Linked DNA regions of Arabidopsis thaliana: region 2 is linked to region 1. A link is a contact called in public capture Hi-C data. All regions are on one chromosome and are shown on one strand. Each heading gives the region's core, a stretch centred on a gene start, on an enhancer-like site or on the middle of the called end of the contact. The rest is flanking DNA. Distances are from core to core; before and after follow the strand shown. Region 1 holds the start of AT4G10680 (transcription factor IIB (TFIIB) family protein). Region 2 holds the start of SAY1 (Ubiquitin-like superfamily protein).

Region 1 (3,974 bases), core at 1,009-3,508:
GCAGTATAAGTGGAGAGTTTATCATCAAACGTAGTGAGCTTGTACACGACATCGTCAAAACACGGACCTGGATACACATCAAGAGAGTGTTCTATTACAGTTGCTATGGACTCATACTCCTTTCCTAGCCCATTCAGAACACCAAAAATCTTCTCTTGTTCTGTAACCGGAAAGCCAATTGAATCAAGCTGGTCACATATGTTTTTAACCTCACTTAGATAAGCATCCATCGTTTTTCCAGCTTTTGAACAAGTGCCTAGTCGTTTCTGCAGATCATATTTCCTAGTGGTGGAAAAACGATTAAAACGTCTTGCTAAACCAAGCCATACCTCTTGAGCAGAGTTTAAGCCAATAACAACTTTGAGAGCTTCTTCAGAGAGAGATCCAAAAATCCAAGCTTTGACCAACTGATCGATTCGAGTCCATTTCAGAAATTCTTGATTTGCTTCTTCAGACTGAATATCATCCTTTGTGACAATGATGGTGGAGGCAGGCCGAGGAGTGGCGCCGGTAACAAATCCTAGAAGAAGATGAGATGAAAGGTAAGACTCAAATTGGGTTTTCCACAAAAGGTAGTTTGTGGGAGTGAGTTTGAGAGTAACAACTTGAGAGATGTTAAGAGAGGAAACAAAAATAGATTCTTCCATGGCTTAGGAACAAAGTCCTAAGCTCTGATACCATGAAAGTAGAAGCAAAAGCTTCAGAGAGAAAATAATTGTGTATTTCTTCCTTAGTGAATTCGATTACAAGCAGAGAACTATATAAAGAGGAGGATTACATAATAGCTAATGACAGGTGTCCTAGTTGCATGAAATGCTGCTGCTTCCAAGAACATCAAAATGATTGTGCACGTTTATGTTTGTCGACGGCGGTGTCTCGCGTGATGTTCCTCTGCTTTGATTGTTGCAGAGTTTCGATGAGTAAAGGATGGGCTTCGTGGGCTTCTCTTTTTCTTTTGGGCCTGAATCTCCTTTAACTGAAACTGAAACAGAAACAATGTTGTTGCGATGGATTGAAGTCTCTGTAGGAGAAGGAGTCTCTTGTTGTTTGATAGAAAGGAGAGCTCTTTCTCATGTTTACATGTAGCAGCGAGATACCGTTGCTGTATAAACTTGTCTCCTCGGATTGGGAGGAGATGAGTGGTGCTACTCTTGACGGCCTGACAATCTTTGCAAGTAAGTACTCCTCAGAGACGAGATTGAATGTTTGTGGCATGTGGAACAGTGTGTACTTCCCAAAGTTTTATGGTTTACGTTGCAAGAGATCATGTGTATCCTACTCGTTTGATAAAGGCAGGTACTATCCGCGTAAGCCGCTTCCAAAACCATCAAGATTTGAAAAGCAGAAAGACCTTTGCCCTCTTATGAGTCTTTGGATTGAACCACCGTCTTAAGACATCTTAGATTCGATGAAATGATAAGCAAATATGGATGATGGTAAAGGTAAGATGAGCTATCTTTCCGTTTTCCTTTTTATTTGATCATTGAATATGTGAAACTTATGTTGACTTTAAGATTTAGTACTGTTTACATTCATGTCCAAAAAAAAAAATGATTCAGTACTGTTATGAAAACTTACATTTCAGATTTATGTTTCAACTTTAAAAGTCTTTGTATGTGACTGATTCGAGGTTATGCAAAAAAAATATATATATAGTTTTATTGATTAATTTCCGTAGTCTTTTACATGTGATTGAATTTCCATATCATTCAAATAGTACCGAAAGAATCTCCAAGAAGCTTCACCGCTTTGTTTATCTCCTTCATATCCACGTTGGCTACTGCCGAGATCTCTTTCAATGTTTTTGGTATATTCACTTGGCGACATGCCCTTGATACAGAGGCCGCGCAAAGCCCTCTCAAACTCTTCCCTCCGCGTAAGTTCTTTTTATCCAGTTTCGAAAGAATCTTGCACGCCGTATTACTGATACCGAAAGTTAACCCTAGCGCTTCGGTCATCCTCTCGATTTCCGCATAGGCTATCTTGATTACATCTTCTTCCTGCTTGTTTTTGATCATTTCATTCTGTGTTCGGCGCAATTTTGAGGCAAGGGAGGAAGATTTTCCGCTAAGTTTGAAGATGATAGTGGGGAGATGGCCGGATTTGAGATTAGGGTTGGTCGAAGCACCGTCTAGGTCATCGATGATGTTATTCTCTATGACATGGCCACACTCAATGCAGATTGTATCTCCGTTCTTGTAGTTAACCACGGTTTCTGTTGGCCTCTTGCACTCCAAGCAAATTCCGTCTTCTTTCATTCTTAGGGTTTCTTTCTTCTTCGTATGGACTAATTGTTTTGCTTTTCTTTTTTTGTTGGTTTAATTGTTTTGCTAGTAGTATTTATAGATGTTGAAATAAAGGAATTTGTTTTTCTAAAAGGATTTACTTTTTATTATTTTGTTTCCTTTTTATTATTTCTTTTTTTCCAGTTTGTTATGCGATTCCCAATTTTTTTTTTTTTTTTAAGGAATGTTTTATATGTAACGGGAAGAAAACATGTTAAACAGATATTTATACAGTGAAAACTATATACTAAAGCTTATCTCCCTGATTTCCTTAAGCATCTCCGATGAAATACACATCAAGACTCCATTTTCATCTTAAGCCAATACAAAGGATTTGGGCATGCATACACATAAAACAGAGTATGAGAATGACGAGAGACTAGAAGGAGATTGTTTTTTACCGATTTCAATCCTCCAGCTACATCCAGGATTCTTTCTTGATGTGTTCAATGAAGCAAGGCAAGCCAGAGTGGCTGCAAGCATTGATGATGAAAATGAAGACAACACCATCGGGAACAAGACCTGATTTTTCGATATCAACAAAAGTTTTCAACAGCTTTCTCACCTTCGCTATACATTCCATATGCATAAATCATCCATGTCCATGTCACAACATCCTTTGTACTCATACGTTCAATGACTCTAAAGGAACTCTCCAAAGAACCACATGCAAGAGAAACAACTGCCAAAATATATTACTCTTCTTATATATACCAGAGAGAGTTGTGTATATAAGCTAATTAAGTTGAAGTTGATGCATGGGTGATGAAGACAAGATCAGCATCAGCAGGGAGATGGGTGAATGAGCTTGTGAGCTTTGATGTGTTTTGTCTCTTAGACATCGTCGATTGGAAACCTTTCTATTGCTTGTCCCACAGGAAACTCACCACCACTAATAGTGGGAACATCTTCGTATCTCATAATAATAATGGTGAATCCAAGATTTCTTTAATAACTTAAGTATTCATTTTTACCTTTTGGTTTATGGCATACCCTTTAATTATTTACAAGACCAACCGTTAGAGGATGCCACAATGGTATTTTCTGCCAATTTAAGTCGAAACAAATTTTATTAAGAACGACAAGAAACCTAAGACTTCATTATTTTCCCAAGGGCATAGAATAGATAGATAATAATCTAAAGCAGTTTTTTTATATGATACAAAAGATAAGCAGAACAAAAGGCTAAAATGATAAGCAAGCAGAACTCAAACTCTTGATTATTTTGTTTTCACCGGTGCCTGCTGCGTTTAGATGGTGGCATGTTCTTCATGCTGCTACTACCGCCTGCACCGCTACTTCCAGGACGCGATTTCCCAAACGCTTTCATCTTCCTTCTCTTCCTCTCTTCCTCACTATCAGACTCAACTCCATGCTCTCTGTCTGCATTAGTAGCTTCTCTCTCCAGCTCAGCCCAAGTCTTACCTTTCTCTTCCTCTGACTCTTGCTCTGAGTCCTCTTCTTCTTCTTCATCGTCTGACTCACTCTCTGATGTCTCGTCCTCTGACTCAGACTCAACCTCCACATCTGATGGTTCATACCCTTTGTCTGAGTCCTCAGAGCCGCCAGACTCTGAATCGCTTCCGTCCTGATTCAAAAACTCCCATCCTCCAGCATCTGTAAAGCTCTGCGGATCATCCGTGATCGTCTTCAGGATCTGTCTCCAGTTCAGATTCAGTTTGCTCTCGT
Region 2 (3,974 bases), core at 558-3,057, 480 kb before region 1:
ATAACACAGTAGCAAAGCGTTACAGAGAAGAACCAACAAACCTTCCGTTCAGGGCCTGGGTATCCTGAGGTCCTTGAGCAGCAGTCACTGCAGAAGCTCCTATTTCCGAGGTTGAGGCCTTATACCCTTGACTGCGCAAAACTTCTTCCTCCGCTGACTGCACTAACTTGTGTTAAAAGTGATCAAAGATAGATGGCAGCAAAAATAAAAGAGAGGAGACAACCACAGACCTTCAATGACATTGTAACAGCTATTGCTATGTCATCATCATCTTCCATGTGAAGTGGCCTCTCTTCAAGTAAAGGGTTACTTGATCCCTATAAGAAAATATAAAAAACCTCATAAATTTGCTACTTCACTAAGACAAAACCCCAATACAGCCAATTTTCTTACAGAAGCTTACCTCAGCCTCTTTCTTTGAGGCCTCAATGGCAGCTCTGATCATTTCTTCTTCTATATCATTGTAATCTTGATTATTATTATTGGCTACAGAACCAGCAGGTCTGTCTTGCCTACTTCGTCCCATTGGTGCAAAAGGAATATCATCATCACTCTCTTCATCAATAATAACAGTTCCTTGGGTAGTTACTGGACCCTGAACATGAGCTGTTTCTGTCACATCTTCAATAGTAGGAGCATCACTAGATCGTCCAGATGGCCCACTGCTATCCTTAACCTCTATAGGTATCTGCCTAACCTCTCTAGGATGACTAACAAACGGAGGGCGTGGCATAAGAGGATCGCTATCAAATACACGTCTAGCAAAGTCCGAATCCAAAAGCGAAAAGGGAGGACGGCCAATTGTTCTAGCTGCATTGAACATAGAGAGAGGAGATTGTGGAGCCGGAATCACATCATCTATATCCATTTCATCATCATCATTAACCGGCGCTTCACGTACTCTACACAAAGAGCATAACAACGTAAAAAAATTGATAAATTTGCAAGAGAGAAGGATAATAAAATAATCATCAGTGAGATAGAGATGTCATACACATTTCGATCTCCTTCGCTGAAATATGCATTCACTGCTTGATTAAGATCACCACGATGCTCCTGCAGTAATCAAAATCAGCTCTCAAATTCGAATTAAAAACTCTGTCAACATTGGAGACAATCATACAATCATCAATGAACAAGTAATAAACGCGAGAATTCAGGAGATATCGTTTGAGCGAAAAAAGCAATGTAAGAACAAAAATCCTTCTAGAAACTCAATCAGACCATCCTATAACCTAAAATTCTGAAAATCAACTTCAATTTCAACCCCAAAACATCAAATATCAAAACGAGTAAGGGAAAAAGCATCAGAATAATCAAACGATCGTCGTCTCATCGAACTTTCAGTTTCACTTTACCGATTCTAAACAAACTTCGAAATCAAACATCTGAATCATAAGGAATCGCGAACAAGGACATGAATCAAGAAATTCGAATCACCTCGAGTTTCTGAAGGGCGACGGCGTCAGAAGCGCCGGTGATGCTGATGAAAGTGTCGATTGCTTCCTGATTCGGTGTCGCCATATCACAAGTTTGGTTCGCAACAAAGAAATGATTGATTGTGAAAAAATTTGGGGGCTTGGAGACTTGGAGTGAGCAAGGGGAAAGAAAAAGATTTGTTATGTGAAAATTGCAATGGAAGATTGGATCGGTGAAACTCGTCGTTTTAAGGTCTTTTCTCTTATTTTTTGGGCTTTTTTCCTCGTTTGTTTTCTTGGTTATGTGATGATGATGAATTTTTGTGGAAAGTCTTGAAGTTTCTCTATGGTTCTATTGGATGATTATTAAAAGTGAAGAACAATTGTTTGTTAGTCAAATTGCTAAAATACATTTAAGTTGATATTCAAAAGAGTACTATTATTTCCTACATCATTCATCACAAGTTTTTGAGGTTTATTGTTATACACTAGTATGTAATTGTAAGTTTTAATTGATTCATAAATCAAAATAGGAAAATACTGGTCTACCTATTTAATCATGTAGTTTGCAGGGTTCAATTTTTCATGTCTAAAATAATTTGTTTATTATTATTTTTAATTACCGATTATAATATTATATTAGTTATAAAATAATTATTGTTTTTGTGGGTTACAAAATAGATAAAATATTCATAATCAATAAATGATTTTTGAGGGTTAAAAAAATAAATAAATAATGTTTATCAAAATATAAAATAATTTTAGATTTAATAATAAAATAATAATAAATTCAGTTTTAGTGTGAGATTTGAGATACCAAAACACCAAATTTGGTTCTTCCTTGTGTTATCACTGGAGATGCTGTTTTAAGTATACTATATATATTGTTTTCAATTTAGTGATATAACTTAAGGAAACACTTAAAAAGAAAAAAAAAAGAGTTGAAGAAAATTAAAATTGAAGACGGAGTAGTAGAAAAATTATGCTAATTTCTATTTAACTAAAATTTCAATTAAAAAAAAAAGTAAAAAAAATTACACCAAAAACAAATAAAAAGAACTAAAACAAAACAAACTAGACCACGGTATGATATTAAACCCACCCAACGCCTCTCAAGTCCTGGGATGGAGGAGTTGACACTTCCAAGAGTGAGTAAGTATGGTCAGCTTGAGTATGGTTGTATATTCCATTGCTGAGTTTTGCATAACTGTTCAAAACTAAGTGTACCATGTTGTCAAAGAGACTCTGAGCTTTTCCGGTTAGTATGTAACGGATTCCGAATTTCATTATGTCTAATGGAAAAAAGAAGATGATGTTGTAGAGCCAAATAACTCCAGCCCAACTCCATCCTATTCCCTCGATTCTCGCAGTTTCCCAACTTGCGTATACCGCGAGTGTTGTTGCAATCTACAAGGTCAAGTTTATGAGTCAATGAAGACTTCTTTATAATGAAAAATAAAAAAGAAGAAACAGAATCATGTTTTTCTATATACTTACAGTTTGTACTGTCACGAAAGAGAGAAACAATAACTCTCCAGGTCGTTCGACAAAAAACCAGCTTCTTGATTGAATAACGAAGAAAAGAGCTTGGCTCATAATACTCACTTGTAAGTATAAAGCACACATCATCTCTGCTTCATTGCCTCTCAAGTCTCTCACGTGGAACGTTCTCTATATAAAAAACAAAACAAGAGGTTATAACTTTATAGTATGCTTGTGTTGTTATGGGAGATTTGAAGAGAGATTTGTTTATACATACCGGGAAGATATCGGTTCTGTATGCAGCCCAAAAGAACACAACAGTTATTAAAGCCATGTAACTGCCATAAACAACGCCGGTTGCGAAGATCTCTTTGAGTTTCAAGCTATCTGGTGTAGGAGAAGGATTGGTGACATTATCCATTGTGATAGCCTTGGTGGTTTCTGTTGAGTAATTGTTAATAATGTTTTTTTATTGTTTGGCTTTTATAGCAAGTAAACAAAGTTTATAAAGAAGAAAAACTCACCTTCGTTTAACAAAGCAATGGCCAAAACCATGAATGGTGAAAAGTCGAACTTCCATATTAAAGCGATGAACATGAACCCAAACTGTAAAAAAGGTACAAAGAGAGATTATATAAACAGAGATTATTTGATGATATTAAAGAAAACATTCAAGATTGATTAACTTACCACAACACGGATGGTTATTGAAACTGCATAAATCTGATACATGAGAAAACATCAGAAAAAATGAAAAACAAAACGCTGTGTATAGTTTAATAAGAGCATTGCTCACTCACTGTGTAGTGCTTCATTTGTTGCAAAATGGCTCGACTAGCTAGAACCGCGTCGATGATAACACTAAGTCCAGGCTCAGTCAAAACGATATCAGAAGCAGCTCTTGCAGCTTCAGTAGCATTCGCAACAGCGATACCAACATCCGCTTTCTTCAACGAAGGAACGTCATCCACTCCATCACCAATCAAACCACAAATATGCCTCTCTTGCAACTTGTTCACAATATGGTATTTGTGCTCTGAACATAATTGGTAAGGAAAAAAAAAGACAGTGTTA

What was found. Capture Hi-C pulls out chosen DNA fragments and counts their contacts.
Region 2: a contact with region 1 is called in a capture Hi-C map of seedling, with 2.5 times the contacts expected there. The contact joins the promoter of SAY1 here to the promoter of AT4G10680 in region 1.

The regions. Positions count from the first base shown.
Region 1 is chr4:6,585,805-6,589,778 of TAIR10.1, reverse strand. AT4G10680 (transcription factor IIB (TFIIB) family protein) reads right to left here and starts at 2,258. Exons shown (of 1, transcript NM_117136.1): 1 at 1,710-2,258. The coding sequence starts at 2,258. The coding sequence ends at 1,710. GTC2 reads right to left here. Exons shown (of 1, transcript NM_117135.2): 1 at 3,517-3,974. It also overlaps the pseudogene AT4G10690.
Region 2 is chr4:7,069,505-7,073,478 of TAIR10.1, reverse strand. It overlaps SAY1 (Ubiquitin-like superfamily protein), which reads right to left and starts at 1,807. Exons shown (of 11, transcript NM_117243.4): 1 at 1,441-1,807; 2 at 995-1,056; 3 at 404-902; 4 at 231-317; 5 at 42-157. The coding sequence starts at 1,524. AT4G11730 (Cation transporter/ E1-E2 ATPase family protein) reads right to left here. Exons shown (of 11, transcript NM_117242.1): 6 at 3,701-3,974; 7 at 3,591-3,623; 8 at 3,425-3,506; 9 at 3,178-3,341; 10 at 2,916-3,089; 11 at 2,511-2,825. The coding sequence ends at 2,511.